Regions from separate parts of the Mus musculus genome. Here region 1 is linked to region 2. Evidence: chromatin contacts called from public promoter capture Hi-C data. All regions are on one chromosome and are shown on one strand. Each heading gives the region's core, a stretch centred on a gene start, on an enhancer-like site or on the middle of the called end of the contact. The rest is flanking DNA. Distances are from core to core; before and after follow the strand shown.

Region 1 (3,129 bases), core at 298-2,797, 300 kb before region 2:
CTGGCAATCTTACATGGTAGACCACAGTAGATTGTGTAGACTTAAGACTCCTTGGTCAGAGACAAAGTCTCTAAGAGCCAGAGCATGAGCTTCTGCGCTTTCCTGTCCCCACAAGGTGGTGCAAGGTGGGTCCAAGGAGACCTGCCTGTGCTGTGCAATGAATGCATTCTGAAGAAGATCCTCTAGGGCACCAAACAGACACTCCCACTGCTCTGGGCAGGGTTCTGACCTCCCGGGCATTTACTATCAACAACAAAATCTTAAAGACAACTCACAGGACTGAAGCAGCTAGTTGGCCCATTCTCAACAAGTGCTGAATCTTGAGAGTACATAGGAAAGGGTCGCTCAACTTCCTTCCCAGCACCTTACCATAAATGTATTTCTAAAAGTCACAGCCACCATGTGACTGACCCCAAGTGAGAATTAAAAAGAAAAAGTGGGGGGTGGGGGTGGGGATAGCAAGGGAGAAACAGTGCTAGAAAAATCTTCTTGCTTTGTTTTTTTTCAAGGAGACCTTGCCACTGTAACAGGCAAACAAGGCATTATAACAGCTATTGGCTGCTGTTAATGCCTGATACAGGGAGCAGGCACTCCAGCTCTGAATTTGTCAAACTAATAGTGCTTCATTCTGTCTATGAGGCAGTGCCACTTAATAGGCAAGCGTGTTATGCTCTCATAATGGTAAAACTGAGACAGGGAGAGGGTGAGCAGCTTCCTTAAGGCCAGACAGCTTATATCTGGGAAATTTATAACGTGGCACCATTAGTAGTAGAAAAGTAATTTGCTATATGAGTTTAAATATATGCCATCTAAGTGTTAATACAGATATATTCTTACACACATGTAAGAATACCTGCACCAGAAATAACTGGGTCCTATATGCATAGTGGAGTGAATTGGGGGCCATTATTCTATGGCAGCTCATATATACAGCACAAAGTATTCAAAAGACAGATCCTTAAATAGTAAATACTTCCTAACTAGTAAGACTATTAAGCACATTGTCTAAGCTCTGCCACAACTTAAAAAGATATTATTGACCTAAATATTTGTAATTTTATGAGCTGCTCCAAGATACTCTAATTACAGAGACTTCCTAGATAACATAATGTACACTGTACTGCAAAACTCAAGTCACTGTACAAATGCGATTATTTGTTTTTATCATTTAAATATGGGATATTAATGATCTAGTGCAAGAAAGACTTTTTAAAGTGAGCATATTCAAAGCACGTGGCAAATAGCTGCTAAAATGGGGAAGATAAAAGCTCTCTAAGGGGTGGGGTGTTTTCATGTGTATCTGAGATGCAGCCTGTCACAGAGTGCCATAGCCATGAGTTTCATTTTAATCGGTACTGTGGTAGCAGATTGTCAGAGGGGTTAAGGATGATGTCAACCATGCCTCTTTTCAGCTCTCAAGAGTGTGGCAAAATGTATTATTTGGCATAGTCGTGACACAGATCTGCATGTGTATGTCTTCAATAATTCATGTTGCAGCTTGTCTCACTGTGGGGACAGATGTCAGTGAAACCAGTGACAGCCGATCATGCTGATCCCACACATAGTCACGTGGGGCCGATCCCACAGCGACACTGAGCTTGCTAGATACTTGCTCTGCTCCACTGGAGCTGAGAAAATACAGTGCAGCAAGTATGGGTCTAGGGATCCATGTAGGATTTCATGGGAGGAGTACATACTAAGATGTATCCCTGTTTTCATATAGTTTCTCAAAAAACTGAGTGCCATATATACCGGGGGATTAATGTGTGTGTGTGTGCATCTATCTATCTATCTATCTATCTATCTATCTATCTATCTACCTATCTACCTATCTACCTATCTACCTATCTACCTACCTACCTATCTATCTATCTATCTATCTATCTATCTATCTATCTATCTACACATACATAGAGCATGAAGAAATCTCAGAGTTCAAGGCCAGCCTGGTCTATAAAGCAAGTTCCTGACCAGATGTCTATCTATCTATCTATCTATCTATCTATCTATCTATCTATCTATCTACACATACATAGAGCATGAAGAAATCTCAGAGTTCAAGACCAGCCTGGTCTATAAAGCAAGTTCCTGACCAGATATATTCCATGTCAGCTAGAGCAGGGAGACACTGTCTCTGGAAACACACACACACACACACACACATTCATTATTCTTAACAAAATCAATTATTTGTGATAATGCATAGAAATATGTCTCCTACAAGTGATTCTATAATAGCAATCCTGACTAACCTGTCTACTGCCTCATGGTCATGGTATGTAACAAATGTGATATATTTAGAAGAGTACAACAGGCATTTTGACCTCAACAACTTATCTTTATTTCTCATCAAGACTAGTATTTTCTTTTAATATTAAACATTAATAAAAATGAATGTTTCAAATACTGTAAGAGCAACACAAACACTTATTGTGTATTGCTTAAAATATGGAATATAAAATGCAACATAGGGAAACTTTCCTTCTACCCAGATTACTGAAACCTATATGCATACATCTCTCACTTATGTTTCAAGGTAAAAAGGCCAGGCTAAGAAAATGTAGCTGAAGGTATACAAGTCCAGTTTCTACCTCAAAGCACTCATCTATTTTCACATAAAGAAATTCAAAGATGGAGAAGTCCCTAAATCCTCAAAAGTCCAAATGCTATTTAATATTTCTAACCCCCCAAGTTTACTACTTAAACCTGTATAATCTCTTACATCTAGAAACACCATGAGTATGTGTGCATGTGTAAATCATACATACGAATACATTTATGCAAGAAAATATAATTAACACCGAGCGGGCGTATTTTTGTGGTTACATGACATGTTCTTCTGCTATAGCTGACTTTCTCTTAGACAGAGGCTTTTAAAAACAAAACAAAACAAAAACAAAAAACAGGGCCTCAAAATGCAGCCTTAGGTGCCATGCCTCTGCCTCCTGAGTGCTGGGACTGAAGTCCTGCGGCACCATTCCTGAGGTGGGACAGAAGGCATTTTAGATAGCTTTTGAGTCATTTTTTCTTGATTCTATTATTTTGCAGGGTAAGTTACTGGCTTATTTTGAAGAGATCCCGCATCTGTTCTCTCTAGTCTAAATCTAGTACATTTAGGAAAAGATCCTG
Region 2 (3,272 bases), core at 510-3,009:
GTTTTTTATTTTAGCCATTCTGACTGGTGTGAGGTGGAATCTCAGGGTCGTTTTGATTTGCATTTCCCCAATGACTAAGGATGTTGAACATTTCATTAAGTACTTCTCAGTCACTCAAAGATTCCTTTGTTGAGAATTCTCTGTTTAGTTCTGTACCTCATTTTTAAAAAAATGGGCTATTTGGGTTTTGTTGTTGTTGTTTGGTTGGTTGGTTGGTTTTTTTGTTTTGTTTGGTTTTGGTTTGGTTTTTTTGGAGTCTAACTTCTTGAATTCTTTGTATATTTATATATTTTGGATATTAGCCCACTGTCTGATGAAGAGTTAGTGAAGATCTTTGCCCAGTCTGCCATTTTGTCCCATTGACAATGTCCTTTGCCTTACCAAAAAAAAAAGTTTTGTCCCACATTGCTGGACTTTTTTATCTGTTGATCTTTTGCTTGTATTATGGTTTCTGATTTTGTGTTTTTTATAGAGTTGTCTGTATTTGTGTGCTTCTATGTGTACATATCTCTGTACATTTGTGTTTATTGTGCTTTTCCTTTGTTTTATTTGTTTCATAGTTTTATTTTTAAACTACCTGTCTGTTTTCTAGAGAGAGGAAAAGGGCATGGAATTTCAATGGCGAGAAGGTAGGAGTGATTTGGAAGAAGATGGGGGAAAGAAAGCAGTGATCAGGATATATTATATGGAAAAACATTAAGTTTTATAAAGTATCATTGTATTCTATAAAAGAAAGAAATCTGAGTTAGACAGTTTGAACTAAAACAAAACGATTGGTGATATCCAGAATGAGTCTCTTTCCCGACTGATAAACTGTCCAACAATAAAATATTTATGGTCTTTTAATATATATATTTACATTTTCATGGTCTTCCCCTGAACTCAAAGATAATTACCAGATGACTCTCACTCAGTAGTGACTCACCTTGAAGACATGATCACATTTCTTACCTCTTATAAACGTACTTTAAAGATAAGTTTCAAGTTTAACCTTGCCATCATAAAATAATTCCTCAGTTCACACAGCTGTATCAGTGTATATAGGTAGATATTTATATGAATTACTATGATATGTGTCTTGTCCTAAATACGACCTTAACTTGTTAATAAATATAATATATAAAAAATCCTAATGTACCTAGTAGTCAAAAACAAACAAAACAAAACAAAAACAAAAAATCCACACCAAGGTCCCTTCTGTGTGTATCTCATCAACAATACACCATCCAGCTGTAAGTTAGCTTGAATTATTTACCTTTCTGTTACTCTCTTCTTGTTATTCAAAATACAGTAAATATCACTTCTAATGGAAAACAGAAAAAAAAGAATCACTTGGATTTGGTCGTACTTGGATTTGGATTTTTCACCTGAAGCTGAAGGGAGATGGGCGGACCTGATTGGAGTTAGGGGTGGGCCAGATAGGGGCGGGGCTAGGGGCGGGCAGAGCAGAAGGGCGGGGCTAGGGGCGGGCCGGATGGGGGCGGGACTAGGGGCGGCCCGGGTAGAAGGGCGGGACTAGCGGTGGACCGGCTAAGAGGGTTTGGCTAGGGGCGGGACACCCAGTAGGGCGGGGCCAGAGGTTGACTGGCTGGCGAAGGAGGAACTAGGGGGCTCTCCAGCCAGGTAAAGGACGGGGCGGCAGGCGGGTCCTGCTGGTAAAGCCCGAAGGAAGGGCGGGCCGCCAAGGCGAGGGGCGTGGAGAGGGCGGGGCTTTTCGGCGCGCTGACGTCAGACCAGGCTGCGACGCCGGCGGCCGTCCAGAGCTGAAGCGGCGGAGGTGTGTGTAGCGGAGCCGGGCCTGAGCAGACGCGGGCCGAAGCTCCTGGCTCAGCGGCGGCGGCTCCGGGGCGGGGGCGCCAGCGGCAAAGCCCCCTCCCCGGGGAGGCGGGGCCGGGCCGGCGCCTGGGAACCATGCATCAGAAGCTGCTGAAGAGTGCGCACTACATCGAGCTGGGCAGCTACCAATACTGGCCGGTCCTGGTACCCCGCGGCATCCGCCTCTACACCTATGAACAGATCCCGGTATCCCTCAAAGACAACCCCTACATCACCGACGGCTACCGGGCCTACCTTCCTTCCAGACTGTGTATCAAAAGGTACAGTGGCTGCTCCCTGCGGCGCATCCTCTCCTCTCACGCTTTTTGTCTGCTCTCCCCATCTTTCTCCGCTATTCTCTGTGCGCATCAATTCCTCACCTTTGGGCCCTTTATCTTTTTTCTGCTCTCTCTCCTCCGCGGGCCCTTGATCCACGAAATAACAATGATATTTACAGTGGTCATCGTTCCCTTCTCCATTGGCCCTTTGCTGTTTACAAAGCGCTTTTACATCCTTTTTTCCATTTGGTAATCACTGGGGATATGGGTTGGAATCTTCCCTACTGACAAAGGCCGAACCTTATTTGCTTTGTATACCTGAGCTGTGTTTCTAGGGCAGCTCTGTGGGGATTCAGAAGTGTTGGCCAGCTGAATGTCCATTCAATAGCAGACAGGTCCACATTGTTGTGCATATGTATGTGGGAAGCCCTGATTCATTCAATCATCTACCAAATGCGCATTGAGGCTCTGCTAGCTAATAGGCACTATACCAGTTGCAGAAGGCAGGCATGGTCCTCGTTCCCATGAAGCTGCTGAGGTCTAGCCTGAGTGGCAGACACTAAAGGGATAATTACACTATTACATAATAGTAATTGTGGAAAGTGCTGTGTAGGAGAAACCCTGTAGCAAAGAACTCTGAAAGGGGACAGCCAGACCAACAGAACACCTTAGAAGCCTCCAAACAACATGGGTTTGTTGATTTAGAGCTTTAAAATGAGAGTCTCAGAAGCTTCTGTTTAAAAAGAAAATTTTAAAAATGGCTTTGGTTTTCAGGGTAGTCTTCTGTCAGACCTCACTGTATGTACTAAAGTTTTTGCTCTATCAGAAGCATGGTGCAGCCCTCCAGGTCACTGGAGTGGCCATCTCTGCTTCCCACAGTGTGGGCTGTTGAATTGCCCAACTAGCAGCCACGTGTGCGTTTATTGATCTCTCCAGCACAGTCTTTCCCCATCCCATTTCTTTTTGTACTGCCTTGAAAGGATTTTTGTGGCCTTGTTTGAATGGATGACCAAGTGGATGTCACAATTTGAGTTTTAATTACTGCTTTATCTCCCCAGTGCTTCTGGTACATAATTAAGAAATCAGAGCTAGGCCCTGCTGTGGGGATGGAGGAGACAGGCCAGAAGTGGACTGCTGTGAATATTGTACCCACCCAGCAGTGCTCCTCTGCATTCTGAT

The links. Promoter capture Hi-C pulls out the DNA fragments that hold promoters and counts their contacts.
Region 1: a promoter capture Hi-C map of hippocampal neurons shows a contact between it and region 2, with 2.0 times the contacts expected there. The contact joins the enhancer-like site here to the promoter of Paqr3 in region 2. A contact is called at or near these places in 3 of 39 promoter capture datasets (embryonic stem cells, hippocampal neurons and pre-B cells), 1 of 15 datasets of contacts at CTCF or cohesin (pro-B cells), 8 of 484 Hi-C or Micro-C datasets (B cells, the C10 cell line, Sertoli cells and 3 more) and 5 of 115 datasets of contacts at active chromatin or transcription factors (bone marrow-derived dendritic cells and embryonic stem cells).

What each region holds. Positions count from the first base shown.
Region 1 is chr5:97,414,374-97,417,502 of GRCm38.p6, reverse strand. All of the region lies in intron 2 of 4930467D21Rik (RIKEN cDNA 4930467D21 gene), which reads right to left. Among named protein-coding and RNA genes, the nearest start is that of 4930467D21Rik, 24 kb to the right of the region's middle. Within about 2 kb of position 1,547, at least 25 of the 459 cell types and tissues checked have an H3K27ac peak or open chromatin away from gene starts, as enhancers often do. A contact at or near this core is called in hippocampal neurons and pro-B cells, where this site is marked.
Region 2 is chr5:97,110,083-97,113,354 of GRCm38.p6, reverse strand. Paqr3 (progestin and adipoQ receptor family member III) reads left to right here and starts at 1,759. Exons shown (of 7, transcript NM_001359910.1): 1 at 1,759-2,096. The coding sequence starts at 1,912.